Linked DNA regions of Anser cygnoides: region 1 is linked to region 2. The links are chromatin contacts, called in public Hi-C maps. All regions are on one chromosome and are shown on one strand. The core of a region is the stretch at or near the end of the contact, and the rest is flanking DNA. Distances in the headings are between cores, read along the strand shown.

Region 1 (3,923 bases), core at 9-2,508, 160 kb after region 2:
AGTGTTAGGTCGGAGGTTGGACTCGATGATCTTGAGGTCTCTTCCAACCTAGAAATCTGTGATACTGTGATACTGTGAAGTTCCCCCCCAAAAAAGAATCAAGATAGAGAAAAGGCTGACTTGCGTTTTTTTTTCATGTAATATAGAATGCAGTTTTCTAAAAAAAAAAGAGTAACAAATCTAAAAATAAAAGGTGACTATTCTGTATAAACTGTATGCAATGACACTTCTTCCATCATTGTTGGCTATGCAACAATGTATCCCTCCCATTTTATCTGAATAAGATGTGTCAGAGATAGCAAGGCAGATTTACCTCAGCTAACCCAACGGTCAGGGACAGCACAAGCTAAGGCAGGGCTTACGTTGGAAATTCCACTTGCCTGATAGTACTGGGATCTTAACCAGAATCTGGGCAATGGGAGGAGGCTGCAAAGAAAATATGTATAGAGGATGTGGAACTGCTGGTGCCAGAACTCTGTGGAGACAGTGATAGTTGCCACAGCTTGCTTTGATCAGCACTTGTCGAATGGCACCAAAAAAACAAAGGAAGTTTCTGCAAGCCCATACTGTTTCAGTGTGGGATGTTGTGTGTTGACTGTGTGACCACTTTGTGCCAGATCTGTGCTCCTGTATGCCTTTAGATGCCACCTAGCATTTGTGCTTGGGATGCCAAAATTTCACTCCCTAGCAGCCATTTAGTAAAAGTGTCTGTTTTTGAGATAGGCCACACCGTGTCCTGCACGATGGGGAGATGATACCTCAAGGGCATGTTTTAGAAATAATCTATTGTCTAAACTGGTAACAATTTAATGTAACAGGACTTTTAATTTTAACCACACAGTGCTTGCAGAATAAGAAAAGCTGAGCGCACAGATTTTGTCTTTGACTTCACAAGCTTTTAGTTGCAAATCACCAAATTCAGCCGGAAGCTGGAAGAAAACTATCTCGAAAAACACCTGCCGGGGCGCTTGGGGCAAATTTAGCCCCTACGACATGACTTCCCGGCCCTGCTTCTCGGGTAAAGAGCTTCAGGGCCAGGTTCCCGCTGACCCCTGACGAGCCCCGCACCCCCAAAAAACATTGGAGCCCCTCGAAGAAATCGTCTCTGCGGCATCAGCGATCGCCTCCTGGGTCGCGGAGGAGAGCGACACCGAAGGTGCCCGGAGCTGGAAATGGCCGGGACCACTTCCACCTCCGTCCCTCGCGGCCGCCATGTCGCGGCGCGGCGGGAGGAGGAGGAGGAGGTGGCGGCCGTAGCCCGGCCCCTCATGTCGGCGCAGGCGGGGAAGAGCCGCGGCACCGGCGTCGCTGCCGCTTCCCACCCCTTTCCTGCCTTCTCTTCTCCGGCACCGCCGGCAGGGCACGGGCCTGCTCATAGTGCCGGGCCGCCGCGGTGAGAGCGGGCGGCGGGGCCCCGGAGCGGGGAGGTGGCCGGGGCTGGGGGCCGGCTCCCCGGGGGCGAGGGGTAGCGGCGGGGCTGCTCTCTGGGCTTGGGGCCGCGGGGAGGGCCGGGTTTGGGGCTGCCGACGGCGGCTCGAGTTTGTTTTGACGCCGGTTGGCTTCGCCGCGGAGCCCCAGGGGAGAGCCGAGGTGCGGTTTTAGCTCGGCGGTGCCCGGCGGGGCGGCTAATAGCGGGTCTGAGCGTCCTCTCCCTCTGCTGCCCAAACAGGGAGCCTGCGTCAGCTGCCTCTGGAAACCGGGGGTAGGTGGGATGAACCCAGGCCTGCCTGCTGAACAGCAAGTAATTGACTTATTCTGCTGTAGCCTGTGCTAACTCTGAGGTAAGAAGGACCATGAAAACAGCCAAACACCATGGCTTCGGTGCCTTTGCTGTTCGGAATATCTTAGCCTTTCTTTGTCAGACATAGCTTCTCAGTTTGTCCCTGGGCTGTCCCACAAACAGCTGAGGCTAAAAAGAAATGGAAGTGAACGTATAAATGTTGAACAATTGATAGTAACTAGAAGGACCTACCCCCCGTATTATGTGCCATTCTTTGAGACAGATTTAATATGAGGTGAGGTAATACGAAATACAACTTGGATGCAGGAGTATGTTAACAGAGTTTTGTCCTTTGGCCACTAGATAATAGTACTACGAAGACCTATTTTGGCATGAGAAACCATGTTTTGCCAAACGTGATATACCTGGCAGCAGCTGTGTGCCATATGAAGAGAGTTGGGAGTCAATAAGCATATTGAAAAGGCCCTTCTCAAATGGGTCTGGGATGCAGGTGGCAAACCTCTGGTGTGTTCATCGCACGTCCTCGTTATTTACAAATGGCTGTTGGGGAGAGCACACGTGGTGGCTGTCAGCAGGAGTAGCTGGGGGGTTGTGAGGGAGGAAGGTGGGTGTGTTTCACCTGCTTCCCCACCTGAGTGTGCCAAAATCATTTAGCGCTGAGCAGTTCCAAAGTGTCTGTGCTGTGGAGGAGCAGAACAGCTCAGGGATGGCTGCTCCGGGCCACAATGAGACGGCACTGGTTTGTCTTGAGGGGACTTCCAGTCTTGTCACCCACACAGAGGATGTAATTTAGGCTTTTACCTGAGCAGGGACTCAAGTCTGTCATCAGATAAGGTCTGTTACTTCTTGCCTTAAGAGCTGGATCCCAGGATGATGTAGTAACACTGGCGTTGGTTATTTTCAGTGCTTGCTGTGTAAAGGCATGGGAGCTGTGCTGAAGTGGCTGGTTGTGCAGATACAATGGAGGTGCCGCATGCTGACTGCTTTCTTTGTTGGCTTACGTGTGGGATTTAGTGTCCACACCGTGGAGCAGCTTAACTGGTCAGATCTGTGGCCTGCTTTCCAGTGTAACCCTGTCTGTCCCTCACTGCCATACTGCAGCGCTATCTACCTTGTGGTCTGAGAAAACAAGTGGGCAAATTTCAGATCAAAATGTTCTGGTCCCAAGTTGTTCCAGGCTGTGTAGGTGCTGCACATCAGAAATATTACAATATGCACTAAAGGCATCTGAACGGTAAGTAAGAGTTAACCTGTGGGCAGTATTACTGCTGTTTCAGAGTATATTTGTGCATCCATGATCTCAGAGGGAAAACTCCTTAGTACTCTTAGCATATCTAGGCCTTTACACGCAATCTCTTAGGTTTGTCAGCCTTTGTCTCAACATCTCGTTGTTTCCAAGTCTGTTTGTAGGGAGTTGTATTAAGATGTGCACCTCTCTAGTAGTGGTGAGAACTGATGTTCTGGGTCAAGTGTGGGGACTGTTCTGCTTTTGTATTTGGTGGTGGTTCCTGTCAGATCTAGAAAGCACAAATTCCAAGCCTGCATAACAAAAGAACAGCCTGCCCAGTGATGGAATTTCTTCCTAAATCCTAGTGCTTAGTTATCCCTCAGGTAACTTCACAATGAAAAGGTCTTTGCTAATTAATGAACTCCTTAACTGCGCGCATACTGAGGTCCTACTGAAGTGTTTAACTTGATGTCTTAGTTAAATGTTGTATTAATTTACATCTTATAAAGTAAATTTAAAAATAAATGTTATTACATCTTGAGTACTTTCCACTAGCTTATACATCATAGATTTTTAAAGTACTTTTGGATATTGATTTCTTCAGTTAGCTATAATGGTAATTTGTTTCCTGAGTTTTTTCAATTAATATAAAAATAGTGCAGCATAAATAACTATTCCCAGTCATTCAGGGATCGCGTTTCTTCTATTCAAAATAAGCAGCAAACAAGCAGAACCAAATTAAATGACTTGGAGATGTTAACATTAAATTTTACTTTTACTAAATCCAACTGTGGCAAATACAAGAAATAAGTTTTGTGTCTCCTCAGTGAGGAAATTAATATGTCTCTGTATTTTGAGTTCATGTGTTGAAGGTTTGAGGTTTCTTGTCTTCTGGCTCCTGTGTATTTTAATTACCTAGGTGCCGTGTTGTTCTGCAGGCTTCTCAATGTTCAA
Region 2 (3,765 bases), core at 421-2,920:
CTGAGAAACTTGCATTTTGGCAGGGTGGAGGTGGGGCTTTGTCACACTTCACAGCCCTGACTTGACCTAGGCTGACTGACAGTGTGTCTTTCCCAACCACCAATGTTAAATTAATGGTTTAATTTAGTTTATATGGCCTTTATTCTCTACTGAACATTCATTTCTTCCCATGTAACACAATGGCATCATGTCAAAAGGTTTCAGCCTCAAACATGAACCAATCCACATTTTGATTGTCCATCACCTCTTGTCCAACCTTTGGCAGGGGGGTTGGCATGAAATGATCTTTGAGGTCCTTTCCAATCCAGGCCATTCTATGATTCTATCACTGGAGCTTCCATTTCCCTCCCAGTGGGGTGGCCGCCTTCCCTGCAGTGCCCAGGAGGGCAGGGCCAGGGGCCACATCTTGGAACTGCCGCATTTTACAGAAGACAGCCTGGAGCACACAGAAGATGCCCCGGAGCATGCAGAAGACATCCTGGAGTATGCAGGAGATGTCCCGGAACATGCAGAAGATGTCCTGGAGCACGCAGAAGACATGATATAGCACGCGGAAGATGTCCTGGAGCACACAGAAGACATCCGAGAGCATGTAGGAGATGTGCTGGAGGATGCAGAAGACATTACGGAGCATGCAGAAGATGTTCTGGAACATGCAGATGCCCCAGAGCAAGTAGAAGACATCCTGTAGCACGTGGAAGATGTCCTGGAGCACGCAGAAGACGTCCGAGAGCATGTAGGAGATGTCCCGGAGGATGCAGAAGACATTACGGAGCATGCAGAAGATGTTCTGGAACATGCAGAAGATGTTCCGGAGCACGTAGATGTCCTGGAGCACAGAGAGACCTGAGCAGTTGCCTAACTAAAGATCCAGAGAGCACAGTAGCTGGGGGAGTGGGGCTGGGGCAGCTTTAATCATCCCCAAAATGCAGGACGGTGATGTGCACCGTGCTGAATTCAGTGTTTGAGACAGTCTCTGGGCAAAACAACGCTTCTGAGGCTCCACTCTCTATTCCAGACATAGTATAACATAGTATAATAGTTACTAACTAATAAATCAATAAATACAAACCAGCTAGTCAATATTCACACCGTGTGCAGCTGTGACGGTTTATACTAAAATGACTGCCTTTAACATGCACTGGCAGCATCTCCCTGGGACTGCAGAGGTGTGGGGGGGCCAGGGCTCCTCAGCAGCTAGAGCTGAGGCTGAAGCGGCACCGGGCAGTAAGGCTGGGTCTCCTCCAATGCAGCTCCACAGCCGGAGCTGGGCCCCAGCAGCCCTGGGGCCCAGCTCCCAAATCCCACCACCCTGCTCCCCATGGAGTGACCCACCGGCCTCCAATTTCCTCCTTCACTTCCCCAACCAAGCCATGTCTCACCATTGAGCCGGCAACGGACAGAAACAGCCAGAAAACAAGGCTGTGCAGTGCAGTCCAGCAAACAGACGAGGCGTTTCCTCTCCCGGGTCGAGCCTGTCTTGCTCCAAAAGTCCCCAGCGTATGCAGTCCGTGGCACCCATACTTTTACAGGGGAAGGAAGCCGAGCTGGGGGCCGGGTGAGGAGGCTGTCGCCGCCCCGTGGGGCTGCACGTGATTCAGGGTGGACTTTGCCCTCCCCTGAGCGCAGGCACAGAAGAGCGTCAGTGCCTTGGGGACACACTGCCAGCGATGGGGATGGACGAGGTGGGCAGGGAGGATCTGGGAAGCCTCCACGGCATCCCCTTCTACAAGTCCTTCATAGAGGGCTGGCCGCAGGTGGAGGCTTTCCAAGCCCGGCATGATGACCTGCTGATCGCCACCTACCCCAAGTCAGGTGAGTGGACCTAGGGGGGATGGGGACGCTGCCGGGGCGCCTGCAGCCCCTGAGACACTGCCCTGTGCCACAGGCACGACGTGGCTGAGTGAGATCCTGGACATGATCTACCATGACGGTGACGTGGAGAAGTGCCGGCGGGATGCCATCTTCAACCGGGTGCCCTTCCTAGAGATGAAGGCCCCCAAGATACCAAGCGGTGAGTGGCCGAGGGCTGTAGGGGGAAGGGGTCGAGCTGGGGCACGGGTGGGGGTGTCAGAGCAGGGGGCTCATCCCACTGATCTCCCCTCCTGCAGGTGTCGACCTGCTGGAGAAAACCCCATCCCCGCGGCTGGTGAAGACCCACCTGCCAGTCCAGCTCCTCCCGGCCTCCTTCCAGGAGAAGGACTGCAAGGTAATGCTATGGGGCTGCCCCTGACCTTTCTCCCCAGCAGGGCAGTAGGGAGGGGGCACTGTTCCTGTTCCCTCAACCACAGCTTCGGTTGTCCCCAGGTAATCTACATGGCCCGCAACCCCAAGGACGTTGTTATCTCCTACTACTACTTCTACCAGATGGCCAAGATACACCCTGACCCTGGCACGCTGGCTGAGTTCCTGGAGACCTTCATGAATGGAAAAGGTGGGGGCTGAATGCTTGGGCTCCCACAAAAATGCTGGTGGGGAGGGCGTCCTCCTCCTTGCCACTTTTCGGCTAACCCAACCCACATCCCACAGTGGCCTACGGGTCCTGGTATGAGCATGTGAGAGGCTGGTGGGAGAAGAGGCAGGAGAAACGGCTCCTCTACCTCTTCTACGAGGACATGAAGAAGGTAAGGTGGGCTGGAGAGAGGGGTGCCTGCACCTGCCCTGGCTGCCCCCCCCCCCCCCCATTTCTAGGGGGAGCACCAGCACTGAGCATCCCTGCCCCTGCCACCCCACAGGACCCACGGCGTGAGGTGCAGAAGATCTTGCAGTTCCTGGGCAAGGAGGTGCCAGAGGAGACAGTGGCGAGGATCCTCCACCACACCTCCTTCCAGGAGATGAAGAAGAACCCCGCCGCTAACTATGAGACCATGCCCTCCTCGCTGATGGACCACAGCCTCTCCCCTTTCATGCGGAAAGGTAGGTTTCGGCCAGTGATCCTGGGTCAGTGGGGAGGGTGGGTCCCAGGCCCTACCTCAGCCCAGATAGCAGATGTTTGCGGGGGCCAGATTTTGCCCCACGTGCTTTCTCACCTCCCTACCCCCAAAGGCATCTCCGGAGACTGGAAGAACCACTTCACCGTGGCGCAGAATGAGTGCTTTGACCGGCACTACCAGCAGCACATGGCGGGCTCAGAACTCTGCTTCCAGACGGAGGTGTGAGGGACGCCCACCCCCGGGGCACTGCCTGCCCCCTGCGCTTCCCAGGGGTCCCTGCCCTGATGGGGAGCCAGCACCGGATTCCTGCAGCCCGGAGCTCGCCGGACATTTTTCTTCCCATAATAAATTGCAATAGCCAGAGGTTGAGCATTCATCTGTGATGAAGGGCAAGGGCAGAACCTGACGCGTGTTCTTGGTGCCTCAAGACGCCTGCAGGCACATGGAGATGCTTGCCGTGGGGACCCCATACTCCAAAGCATCACTTTCAGCCCCAGACACATGGGGCTGGCCTGGCCCACTCCTATAAAGCAAAGAGCGGTGCCAGCAGGAGCAACGACTGTCCTAAGAGTGGAAAAACCCCAAAGCAAGTCGGGGTGCTCACTGCCCCCACGCTGACTCTGTGCCCAGGCATGTTTACGCCTCCGAAATGCTGCAGGTTGCTTTGCAGAGCGGGCGGTGGCAGGGCAGAAATTTCCATCACCGTTGCACCAGCATGGGCTTTGCAGGACAAAGGCAAGGGGAAACACCTCCTGCCTGGCACTAGCACTGGCCCCGCTGGCACGGTGACATGGGGGATGTCCCCGCTCCCACACAGTTGCACCAGGCTCTT

Evidence for each region. A called contact is a pair of places that touch in the nucleus more often than the background predicts.
Region 1: a contact with region 2 is called in a Hi-C map of liver, with 2.2 times the contacts expected there. The contact joins the promoter of UBA6 here to the promoter of LOC106043981 in region 2. A contact is called at or near these places in 3 of 7 Hi-C or Micro-C datasets (granulosa cells and liver).

What each region holds. Positions count from the first base shown.
Region 1 is chr4:65,297,772-65,301,694 of Taihu_goose_T2T_genome, forward strand. UBA6 (ubiquitin like modifier activating enzyme 6) reads left to right here and starts at 1,259. Exons shown (of 37, transcript XM_066996315.1): 1 at 1,259-1,393; 2 at 1,670-1,781. LOC136790740 (a long non-coding RNA gene) reads right to left here and starts at 1,174. Exons shown (of 4, transcript XR_010831236.1): 1 at 1,069-1,174.
Region 2 is chr4:65,140,116-65,143,880 of Taihu_goose_T2T_genome, forward strand. It overlaps LOC106043981 (sulfotransferase 1 family member D1-like), which reads left to right and starts at 1,671. Exons shown (of 7, transcript XM_048073552.2): 1 at 1,671-1,815; 2 at 1,889-2,014; 3 at 2,112-2,209; 4 at 2,308-2,434; 5 at 2,530-2,624; 6 at 2,736-2,916; 7 at 3,046-3,296. The coding sequence starts at 1,671. The coding sequence ends at 3,158.